Regions from separate parts of the Mus musculus genome. Here region 1 is linked to region 2. A link is a contact called in public promoter capture Hi-C data. All regions are on one chromosome and are shown on one strand. The core of a region is the stretch at or near the end of the contact, and the rest is flanking DNA. Distances in the headings are between cores, read along the strand shown. Region 1 holds the start of Pard3 (par-3 family cell polarity regulator). Region 2 holds the start of Egln1 (egl-9 family hypoxia-inducible factor 1).

Region 1 (6,001 bases), core at 2,065-4,564, 2.1 Mb before region 2:
CTGTTTTATTAAGCAGAAGAAATAGGAGAAAAGAAGTTGCAACACTAACAATGTTGATATGTTTGCTCCCTAGTCATCTTATATAGGACAGGATAAGTGTAAAAAAACTAATGTCAGTCATTATCTAACCATCCCAGAGGAAAAACAACAGGTACATGAAGTAGCTCCCTTAAGCCTTTAAACACTTTTAAGTTCAACTGTTCATTTTATGTGTGTGGATGTTTTGTGTGCATATATGTGCACTACATGCATACAGTGCTTGCTGAGACCAGAAGGGCATTAGATTCCCCTGAGACTGGAGTTTCAGATGGTTGTAAGCTATGATGTAGGGGCTGGAAATCCAACCCAGGACTTCTGGAAGAGCAGCCAGTGCTCTTAGTGACTGAGTCAGCCCTCGTTTTTTTGGTTTGGGGTTTTGGCTTATTTGTGGTTTGTTTGTGTGTTGTTTGTTTGTTTGTTCGTCAGGTTCTCACTATGTAGCTTTGTGTGACCTGGAGCTCACTCTGCAGATGAGGTTGGCCTTGAACTCACAGAGATTCACTTGCCTCTACCTCCAAGTTCAGGGAGTAAAGCTATGTGTTATGAGCCCAGCCCTTTGAACACTTATGAGTCAAAAGTCTTGTGATCCAATAGTTAAACTCCAACTATTGCAAAATCTATCTTTTTCAGAGAGAGGTTTATGTAGCCCTGGCTGGCCTTGAACTCCAGGTTCTGTAATATTTCATCTCAAATATTTCTTTTGAAAGCACAGAAAAACTGAGAAAGACACCCAGCAATGACCTCTGGCCTCTGAACAGAACACACACACATAGAAAAACATTCACTACACACACACACACACACACACACACACACACCATCTCCTAAACTGAGTTTTTTGGAACTAGTAAATCATTTCTGACTGTCTTGTCTACTAGTCCAATGTCACAGTCTCTCTTCCATCCCTCATTTCTCCCACCTGGTCTTCTCACAGCTAGAAGTCACTCAGACCTCCTACTCTTTCTGGGACCCTTTCATCACCCCTCCCCCTTGACTTTGGACAGCCACTGCTGATAGTGAAGAATAGTCCACACCTATCAGCAAGGGCCCTCAACTCTATCCTTCCAACATCCCAGGGACAACATTTCCCCACAGAAACACCACGGCTGTCCCCACCTGAGGGATCACAAGAATCTTGTCTCAGACTCTCACAACCTATTAAGAACAAAGAATCCTACATATCCCTTAGATGCCCAACACCCACAACACAATAAATACTTAATATGACTTGAAATAGTAAATGTTTCATTCCTATGGAAAAATTAATAATTCAGCCAGTCAAACAGTTACCTGTGTATTTCCCAACAGGCAACTTGACCATTGCCCAGGGTGTGCAAGATGAAAGAAACATGGCTAGCTTTACAAACAAAATCGGCAAAGCAAGAGGTCAACATGGTCATGCTCTCTGCTCTGGAAGTAGGCACACTTCTATATTCTACATATGTTACTGCCATTTTTCTTTTCTTTCACAACTAATGATGTTTGTCTGCAGAGTACAAAGACAACCTGGTTTTCCCTTACAATAGTAAATCACCAACTGTCAGTCAGAAATGATGCTTAAAACACTTAAGTGTGAAGTTACAGAGGATTTCCCCTCTTGTCAGCTTTACAAGATAAACAGGTGCCCAATTTCCACTAATGTTGTTTGATTTTTCAATGAGTTCGACCAACTGGAAGAACACTTACAGCTGTTGAACTCAGCATCTCCTATCCCTGTACCAGATTGCCAACCATCCCCCAAAGTCTCCTTAAAGGGGCAATCTTGTGTTATATTTTCCAACACAGACTAAAAACAAAACAAAACAAAACAACGGTGTAACCATTTTGCCCTTTCTTAATTTCAGCGAAAAATGGAGGGTGACCCACGAGCATTCAGCGACATATGCAGACAAAGCCACCTTCTCCTCTCGCTTGTTCTGAAGTCACAGAAGGCAGGCCACTGAACAGACAACAGACGGGGAAATACCAAAGGGAACACATTCCACTCTCATACAAAGGAAATATCCTCAGGTGCTAGAACGAAACTTCAGCGTGGGCTGTTGTCAAACACAGAGGGTAAAACAACCTACAAAACGCCCTTCCACTTCTGACCTATTATGGAGGAATGCGGTTTAATGGAGACAATGTTCTCCATGAGGAAAACAGAGAAATAGAGGCTACTTCGACCCCAGGCCCAGTGAAGCCCGGGCTCCTCACTGGAGCACATCCAGCTAGGTAGGGGTAGAGAGCCAGAGGGAGTTCTGACTCCAGGAGCGAGTCTAGGCTTAGGTGTTTTAAGGAGCCGAGCACCGGAGCCACTCCATCGCCCCCACCTTAGCCCATGAGCCTGGCCGACCCAAACACGGCTGCACGCGCGACTCGGAGATCCCGCAAGAACACAGAAGGTCCACGGCCCGGCTGCGGCTCCCGCGTGTACCAGATCGCTCAACTCTTCCCACACTCCCCAAAGTTCCGTGGGCAACCCTCCGGGACAGGCCTGCTCCGGGAGAGGCCTGGAGCTGGATTGCCAGGGCCCGCGGACGGTCGGGCAAAGGCGCCCCGCCAGGCAACGCCGCGCCTCCCGCGTGCCGCACTCTGCCTCGCCCCGTGCGGGCTCTGGGCACCCGGCCGTCCACTCCTAAGCCCGGAGGACCCAGACAGTGTCCAGGGACCGTGAGGGTGGCGATCGCGGCCCAGCCGGAGCGCGCCGAGAACTTTACGGCCGCGGGTCCGGGCCGGGGGCGCCGGCGAGGCCGTCGGCTGCGGCACTTTCCCTTTCCCCGCCTCCCGGTCTCCCTCCTCCGTCTCCAGGAAGCGCCATATTGATCCCCGCGCCTTTCCCCCGTCCGCTCCCCGCCGCGCGCCCCAGGCCACTCACCTTGGCCACGGCCTTCCGGTAGCGGGTCACCGCCTGCTGGATGAGGCTGAAAACTTTCATGCGGCCATCTCCGCACGGCACGACCACCCGGGTCCTCCCGAAGCACACGGTCACTTTCATGCCGCCGTCCCTCGCTGTCCGTGGCCGGAGCGGCGCTGGGCCGGGAGACTGTACGCAGGGCGCGGTGGGGCCGCTGCGCCGGCGCGCCGGCGGCTAGAGGCGCGAGCAGGCGGCCGCACAGAGCTGCCCGGCTACCATGTCCAGCCCGGCCGCCTTCGCCTGGCCTTGCCTGTCCCCGCCCGGGCGCCTGCAGCCTCCGGCCACCTGTTCGGCGTCTCGGCGTCTTGGCGCGCTCGGCGGCGGCCCGGGGCCGTGTGGCGCTCGCGCTCAGTCGGGACTCCGAGGAGGGGACGGCGAGGCAGGGAGGAGGAGCAGCGACGGGCTGGGCGCACAGCACCGCGCGCAGGCGGCAGGAGGAGGCGCAGGGCGGGGCGCCCCGAGGCCTCCGCCGCTGCCCGGCCGCTCGGTTCACCGCACGGCGAAGCGCGTCGCAGCCCGCGGCGCTGTGCTCGGGCCAGCGCGGGGCAGGGCGCGTCCTCCTCCAGCCCACTTGCCGTAGGCTGCAGTGGGAGGCCCACTCCGGGACGCCCCACCCACGCCCCCAGAGGGCTCCAGCGAGGTCCTCTTCCTTTCTTTGTGACTTTTAATCCCCTTCCTGGGAGAAAGCAGTTTAAGCTCGGAGACGCCTTTAGAGCCCGAGAGCCACCGAGTCGCGCTGGCGAAGATAGGAAGCTCCAGGTCAGGCAAAGCAGGGTTTCTATCCTAAGTGCCTGGCTCCGGTGCAAGGCCGGGCGGCGCTGTTCTGTAGCAGAGATTAATTGGCTGCTCCCGAGAGAGGTTGAAGACGCGTGGACGCCCTGGTACTTCCTCTTGAGGCCACTATTTACCTTAAAGTTTCTTGGTGACCCACTTGTTTAAATAAGCAGGACTTAACACCGCAGTTCAAATACATCTGTTTCTTGAAAATTCCTCAATCTAAGCAACCTAAAACCCTCTGAAAAAAAACACAGTACGAACGCTCGGAGGGAAGGCTGTTCTAGATAGGCTATTCCCTCGCTGCTAAGGCTGCCTCAAAACTCAGGCACTGACACACCCCCAACTCCACAGGGAGTGGGTGATAAGCAAACTCTAAGGTGTTTAATAACAAAGTGGACCAAGTCTAGAGAAGTGACTGAAGCTGCTTTCTGACTTACTTAGAAAATGTGATCCTTAAATAAATGTTGTCTTCAAAGAATGGCAAACTTCAAGAGAGTCGCTGTTGACCTGAGTTTGTCCCACACAATACAGTAAGTTCAGTTTGACAGTTAATTTGCATGATATTTTAAGCCTATTAAAACTCCTGTGGTCCCCAGAATTTGAGCATCTACAGCTGGTGCTGAGGGCTCTCCATCCATCCCTCCTTTCTTTTAAAAATAATAAGCAAAACAAAGAAATCCCTTGGCTTTTTAGACTCCTGCACAGTCTCCTTGGCCATGCGGCTCTAGGTCAGAGGAAACATCACATTTTCTCCCTTCTGACTGCTCTCAGTCCATCCGATGATCACTGGTCCCAGCAAATGTATCGTCCTTTCAGGGGTCCGTCAAGAATTCACCCTCCCAAAGTCCACAAGAGAACTCTTGCGTGCACATAGCCATGGGAAAGACTCTTATTATCTCTACATGGCTATATCTATCATTCAACTTGTCTACCAGTGCCTGTGCTGGTCGCACTATGTCGGTGAGTCCTGCTGAGGTTTTCTTGTTTGGGATCTTAGCAATACTTGTGTCCATGGGCCACCAAGATGGCTCAGCCTGCCAGGTGCCGACCACCAAGACTACCTGAATTCTAACCCCAGATCCTACATGGTGAGAAAAGAGAACAGCCCCCAACAATTTTCCACTGACCTTCACACACACACATACACACAGAGAGAAAGAGAGAGAGAGAGAGCCATTAAATAAAATATAAATAAAAACAACACTTGCACCCACAATAATTATGGGTAATTAAAGGTAGTGTTTCTGTTTTTGACACATGGGAGGAGTATAAAGTTGCTAGTGGACTTTGTCCAAAAAAACAAAAAGGCACTGATTTAGGTTAAGTTCTAGGTTTGAACAATAGTACTTTCAACTATGATGTTAACTCTCTCCCCAGCCTTGTCTTTGCCAGCTGAGGAAAGAAATTGGTGAGATGCATCTCATAAATTGTAAGGATCAAACAAAATTGTATATGAAAAATCTTAATGCTATATTATATATGCTATGTTATATGACATGTATGACATATTATATATATATGTATATATATATGTGTGTGTATATATAATATGTGTATATATATATATACACTAGTATGTGAGAGCCTGTAACATAGCAGAGTCTAGTGGCCATGGTATATAGTATGCTAACAAAGCCTGGGCAGGACATCAAATGATTGGAGAGCAGTAAGCAAAGATATCTCAAAGAAGCTGAAGATATAACTAGACAAGGACTGGAATATACTAAGTAGAATGCTTGTCTAATATGTTCAAACCCCTGAGTTTGATCTCTAGCACTCCATAAAAACTTCACATCTGTAACCCCAACACATAGCAAGTAATTTGCAGAAACATGGCAAGTTAAAGAACAGCCTGGACTACATAAGACCATGTACTGTTGTTAATAATAATAATAATAAAGATTAAGACTTTATCTGGCTAGCTGAATAGAAATATGATCATTAATCTTGTGCATCATAGTTGAAGATGCCCCAAGCTTTGATAAGCAACTAAAAAGATGTCAATCAAATGTCTTCTCTCTTAGAAGCATACCACCTCCCTCCCTAGTACAGCCATACACCATCAACTTGAGGTCCTGAAACATGGTAACATCTTAAGGTGGAATCATATACTAGCTTTCCCATAGCTCACCTGTATAGTTCTGTGACATCCTCATAGCTTTGCTGGTAAGCAGCCTCAGTACCTACAGATGGAACTGAATTCTCATGAATTAGGCACAGCCTTGGAGTCTTGAGATAGCTTACCATGCAGATCCTAAAAACAGCCAAATTGAGTGCTTGTATTGAGTT
Region 2 (6,561 bases), core at 3,831-6,330:
TGCAAATGTGAGGGCTAACCTGGGCTACACGGTGATCTCTTGCCTCAAAACAACTATTCTCAGTGCTGAATAACCTAGCACAGGAGGTGGAGGCAGGAGGATAAGAAGTTTAAGGTGATTCTTGTGTATATGTAGCAAGCCTGAGGCCAGCCTGGGCTACACAACACTATCTCAAAGAATAAAATAAAAAAAATATTTATAAGGCCTAGCAAAAATGGCTCAGTGGTTAAAGACACTTGCCACCAAGCCTGAAAACTTGAGTTGGATCCTTGAACTCATGTAATGGGAACAAGAGAAACAACTTCCACAAGATGTTTTTTGATACACACACACACACCACTTACAATCTTTATTTTTTTTATTTTTTAAGTCTTTCTACATAGCCCTGGCTGTCCTGCAATTCACTATGGTGTAGACCAGGCTGGCCTCAAACTCTCAGCGATCCGCCTGCCTCTGCTTCCTGAGTGTTGGGATTAAAAGTGTGTGCCATCACGCCTGGCAGAATAAATGTTTTCTTTTCTTTTTTTTCCTCTGAGACAGGATTTCTCTGTGGCTGTTCTGGAACTCACTCTGTAGACCAGGCTGGCCTCGAATTCAGAAATCAGCCTGCCTCTGCCTCCCAAGTGCTGGGATTAAAGGCATACGCCACCATGCCCGGCAAATGTTTTTTTTAAAAGAAAAATTTTAATGAACAATGAGTGTAATTTTATTATTATTATTATTTCTTGGCAACTTTAAAATCCAAATCTATTAAGGTTTGGTCACTGGTACACTTTCCTGGACATAAAGTCTCACTGGACGGTTTATTTTCACTAGAGACAGCCTTGCAGGAAGGAAGCTCACCGTGGGCCTGGCAGATCCCCTTTCATGGACAGCAGGTGCTGCTTCCAGCCACACCCATGAGTGCGTCCCCAAACCAAAGTTAGAAAATGGCTGATTTCCAGCCCGTTCCCCAGAACTCAGAGACTGTCTTCCTGTTTATCTTGGTGAAATGCCTATGCTATCCTGGCCCTCTGCATCGGATTCAGACAAAATGGTCACAGGGAGAAGCCGGAGGTCCTTCGTCACAATCAGGCACTCTGTCCCTTGGGTGGAAAAGACACTATGCTAGGAATGTTTAGTGATTGTCAGGATTTAGGACACATTCAATATCTTAAGAAACTGAACTCAGAGCTGGAGAGACGGCTCGGCGGTTAAGAGCACTGGCTGCTCTTCCAGAGGTCCTGGGTTCAATTCCCAGGAACCACAGAGCAGCTTGCAGCTCTCTGTAACTCTTGTTTCAGGGGATCTGACACCCTTATACAAACATACATGTAGTCAAATCACCAATACACATAAAATAAAAATAAAATAAATATAAAAGAAGAGGAAAGCAAACTGAACTAGGTTAGGTGGTGGCAGCAGTGCTTGATTTCTGTACTTGGAATGCCAGTCTTGTGAGTTCAAGGCCAGCCTAGTCTAGAGTGAGTTCCAGGACAACCAGGGCTACACAGAGAAACCCTGTCTCGTAAAACAAACAAAACAAAACAAAAAACCCCAAGTCATTTTTGTGTGCGTATATGTTTGTGCGCGCGCACACGCATGTGTCTAGGCAGGAGGCTGAGGAACTCAGTGTGTGGCAGGAGGATCCTGAATGAGGCCAGCCTGGGCTACAAAGAGACTTTGCCCATGTCACACCTTCTCTGTTATCTAGCTGCATTGCTCAATGTTTTTACTTTACTACTTGGAGACTTTGGGCCTCACTAACTTGTCTAGGCTGACCCTGAACTTGCTTTGTAGCCCAGGCACACTCTGTAAGCAAGAATTCAACTTTCAATCCTCCTGCCTCAGGAACATGCCACCATCACACCATTGCCCCTGGAACCTCACTCTCTGCCTGGTGTCTGCCTTTGACACTTCTGAGATCATTGCTTCCTAACTTAGGGGAGCTCCCGCCAAGAATGGTGGCCACTCAGGTAGCAATCAGCTGTGGTCCAGGTTGTCATGTAGGAGCAGACAAAGTGGCACTTCCTTGAAATCTTCAGTCTGTTTTCACCATGTTGTTTTTGACGGGCTGGAGGCAGGCACTGCCTGAAAAGCAGCAACTCCCACAGCATACCACTCACCTTCTGTTCAATGGAGCCTCTACCACTTCCTACTTCATAGACTGACCATTAAGACAGTTTTATGTTGACAGCTACCATGGTGATGGTAGACCAGATTCTTATCCAAGCAACTTAGTCAGTGGCACGCTAACCAAGACCTCCCAGATGAGAATTACTGCCTAAGTTATCAAACTACAATAATCACAAAGTCCATAATTGTGGACTTTTGGAAACATTTGAAAGGAGTACTTTATATTTGAATATATATACACATATATGTATATATATATATATAATTTTATTTATATATATGTAAATATATATGTGTAATATATGTGTGTAAATGTGTATGTATTTTATATATATTGTATATATATATAATTTGTATGCATTGGTGAGAAAATTTCAGATGCCCTGGAACTAGAGTTATAGTTGTGAGCTGCCACATGGGTGCTGGGATTTGAACCTAGGTCCTTTGGAAGAACAACCAGTGCTCTTAACCACTGATCCATCTTTCCTGCCTTCTGTATTTGACTTTCTATTAACTGTATGTTTGTGATTCTATATGCTTAATTGCAACAAGAAAAGTAACCAGGCATTTCTGGGTTACTTGTCTTCTGAGATAGGCTGGCCTGGAACTTGAAACTCGGAACTGTTTCAGCGTTGTCAGTGTGCGACCGCATGAGAGCCATGACTGATTCTGTTCACTAAAATCTTAAGTCTGATGTCTTTAAGTAGAATTCAGTAAAAAATACAGTTAAACACACACACACACACAAACCATGTAGAGAGCTAAACTGAACGTTAACCTCCTGAGAGAGAAACTGTTGGGGTCAGCGGCTTGGCAGGGAGAGGTCCTGGGACCGACACCTTGAGCCTGAGCCGAGATTGAAGGAGAGAGCAAAGGAGAGAGCTTCCTCTGTTGTCCTCTGACCTCCAGACGCACTGTGGATTGTACATGCCCACATTATGTACACATACACCCTAAACCAATAAGCTGTAATAAAAAAAATTAGAGTCCTTTGACTATGTGGGCAATTTTAATAAGTACAAGCAAGTAAATGTAAAAGAATTGTAACAAATTCCCTGCTTGTTGCTTCCTGCCAAGACAAGTTCCTTTTACAAACAGTTAAAAAAAAAAAAAGTGTATGTACTCTAGCAAAAAAGAGGCCGAAGAACTATCTGATTCTACTTATATCTACTTACTTGTGTGGGGGGGGAGGTTGTGGGGGGAGGTTCCTGGGGATCAAGGTTAGGACTCTAGGCTTCCAGCAAAGAGCTAAATGAGCCACAGGCCCAGCCTGCTTCCTGCATTCAATGTATGCATTTCAGAAAAATATTTTCTTTGGTCCCGGGAAATGAACTGAGGGCTTTGCATACAGCAAGCAAGCACTGTACCCCTGAACTACACCCCCAGATCAAAATGGCTTTGTATTTTTGCACTGGGAAGGAGCTCATGTAGTCAGGGGTGGCCTCTGTGTAAGCAAAGATGAACTCAGTCTCCATCTCCCAAGAGCTGGCACTACAGACGTGTGCTACCACCATGTTCAGCTTCAAGATTATTCTCAAAGTGTATGCGTGTAAATGTTGTCGCTCTTACATTTCGGAGTTGTTTGCTTGCAACTTCATTCAAATGGCAGAGCTAACAATTCCCGTTTCTGTGTTCCCCCTGGCATCCAAACAGCAATTTTAAATTCTCGGCTGTCTGTCCCAATGGCTACACTCAAGTATACGACCGTGTGTGTACATTATGACAAATGTTTGCACCTAGGGAGGTCCTTCTGTTTTGGAGGCTGTATGACCATGTCGAACTCCGTAGCCCTGGCTGTCCCAGAACCCACCACATAGAGCAGGTTGGTCCTCAACCTGTACAGCTCTTGCTTCCCTCTCTGCAGCTCCAAATATACCCGTCATTCTCCTTGCCCCGGCCCCACTAGTTACTTACTACAAATCACACGTGGAACCGACAGTCTCTGGTTTGTTTCTCTGAGCTGTGTGTGCAAGTGCGTTTGATCCTGGAACTCACTTTGTAGCCCAGGCTGGCCCCAATCTCACAATGATCTTCCTGCCTCTGAGTGCCAGCATTAAAGCCGTTTACCACCGTGCCAAGCTCTATGAGGTTTGAAGGTTTCATAAAAACAAAGAAACAGCAACTAGTGTGTTCGTCTCAATTTACAACACTGAAATCAAACAAAATGCAGATAACTGAGTTGGCAAAGAGGGCTCACGCTAATCACCTTACCACTGACCAGAAGAGGTAGGAGAATCTACTTCCGAGGACTACCGGGCTGCGTCTCAAGACAACAAAGAAAGCCCGTAATAATCCTCATAATTCTGCAGACACTATTGGCAGATTCTAATGTGAGACTTTAACTCCCTGTGCAGCTTCGTTCACGGACTATGCTCTTGAGAGCTTCAGGCCTGAATGCGGATCTGGAACCGAGCCCTGATTACCTTACTTAACCCAGAGGTCTCGAACCGGAACCGGGAGAAATCTCAAGAGTTTAAGGACCGCAGAAAAGCAAAAACAAAGCAAAGCCAGAACCAGGCCCGGCGACTGCAGGAGCCGGTCCCGGAGCAGGCTGCCCGGGGGGCCTTTGTTGTGCCCTCCGCGGCCTCCGGGGAGCAGCAGACCGGGAGCGCGCAGCGGCCGTCCCGGAGCTTGGAGCGGCCCAGCGGCCGTCTGAGCTTCCGTTTCCTCCTCCGCGGGACCGAGGTGGCCGAGGCAGCCCCGGAGCGCTGCCGGCGGGCCCGGACAGGCAGGTGGAGCTGCGCGCGCGCAGGCCGGCGACGCGCGCCCCGGGCGGAGCCGCGAGGAGGAGGGGAGGGCGGAGGAAGCGGCGCGCCCGCCCGCTAGGCCCGGCCCGCCGCGTGCGCGCGGCCCCCGCCCTCTCCGCCCGCGCGCCGGGTCGCCGGGGCCGTGGTGTACGTGCAGCGCGCGCGGAGCGAGTGGCGCCCGCAGGCCCGCGCCCTGCCCGCCCGCCCCGACGCAGCCGGCTGGGCCCGCCCGCCCAGGGCGCTGTGCGCCGCGCAGGCCGCGCTCTCTCCGGCGCGATGCGGCGCTAGGCGGCCCCGGGCAAGGCAGGCGAGGCCAGGGCGCGCGCGGCCTCCCGCAGCGGGCGGCGGCCCCGGGCGGGCGCCCCGACGGCCCCGCCGCCGCCCCGCTCCCGGCCCGCGGCCCGCCCTGCCGCGGCCATGGCCAGTGACAGCGGCGGGCCCGGCGTGCTGAGCGCCAGCGAGCGCGACCGGCAGTACTGCGAGCTGTGCGGGAAGATGGAGAACCTGCTGCGCTGCGGCCGCTGCCGCAGCTCCTTCTACTGCTGCAAAGAGCACCAGCGCCAGGACTGGAAGAAGCACAAGCTGGTGTGCCAGGGCGGCGAGGCCCCCCGCGCGCAGCCCGCGCCGGCGCAGCCCCGCGTCGCGCCCCCGCCCGGTGGGGCCCCCGGAGCCGCGCGCGCCGGCGGGGCGGCCCGGCGCGGGGACAGCGCGGCGGCCTCGCGCGTACCGGGCCCGGAGGACGCGGCGCAGGCCCGGAGCGGCCCCGGCCCAGCAGAGCCCGGCTCCGAGGATCCTCCGCTTAGCCGGTCTCCGGGCCCCGAGCGCGCCAGCCTGTGCCCAGCGGGTGGCGGCCCCGGGGAGGCGCTGAGTCCCGGTGGAGGGCTGCGGCCCAACGGGCAGACCAAGCCGTTGCCCGCGTTGAAGCTGGCTCTGGAGTACATCGTGCCGTGCATGAACAAGCACGGCATCTGCGTGGTGGACGACTTCCTGGGCAGGGAGACCGGGCAGCAGATCGGCGATGAGGTGCGCGCCCTGCACGACACCGGCAAGTTCACGGACGGGCAGCTGGTCAGCCAGAAGAGTGACTCTTCCAAGGACATCCGGGGGGACCAGATCACCTGGATCGAGGGCAAAGAGCCCGGCTGCGAAACCATCGGCCTGCTCATGAGCAGCATGGACGACCTGATCCGCCACTGCAGCGGGAAGCTGGGCAACTACAGGATAAACGGCCGAACGAAAGTAAGTGGCTGGGGCTCTTGCGACCGGAGGAGGGTCTGTGAGGACCACCCCCCGCCCCCGCAGACCCGGGGCCCGGCGCTCTGTCTTAGCGTGGCTCCTTTTGTCCTTGTACTGTCTGCCACAGTGCACAGTGCAGAGCCTGCCGGAGCCCTGGTCACTCGTGGGGGTCGTTGGGGTACCAGCTACACCGGGTCTGGGTGATGCATCTTATCTTGCCTGTGTGCCTGAGCTAGTTAAAAGCCCCGCGGTTTTTAGCGCGCACCCGGCTCTGATTGAGAGCCAGACACTGTGTTTAGCTAGGACTCTGTCAGCTGCCCCCAGAAAGGTTCATTTAAAAGCCTGTGGTCGGAAAACTCCCTGTATTCAGGAAAAGCTTGGCGGCCTGCTCCCCTCCCCCGTGTAGCTTTATCTTGCTGGCTGTCCCTACCGTTTTGAAACCCACTACCAAACCAGGAAAGCG

What was found. Promoter capture Hi-C pulls out the DNA fragments that hold promoters and counts their contacts.
Region 1: a promoter capture Hi-C map of embryonic stem cells shows a contact between it and region 2, with 2.5 times the contacts expected there. The contact joins the promoter of Pard3 here to the promoter of Egln1 in region 2.

What each region holds. Positions count from the first base shown.
Region 1 is chr8:127,061,369-127,067,369 of GRCm38.p6, reverse strand. Pard3 (par-3 family cell polarity regulator) reads right to left here and starts at 3,314. Exons shown (of 25, transcript NM_001309391.1): 1 at 2,897-3,314. The coding sequence starts at 3,016.
Region 2 is chr8:124,947,773-124,954,333 of GRCm38.p6, reverse strand. It overlaps Egln1 (egl-9 family hypoxia-inducible factor 1), which reads left to right and starts at 5,080. Exons shown (of 5, transcript NM_053207.2): 1 at 5,080-6,101. The coding sequence starts at 5,280. It overlaps Gm46060 (a long non-coding RNA gene), which reads left to right and starts at 6,109. Exons shown (of 2, transcript XR_001778719.2): 1 at 6,109-6,561.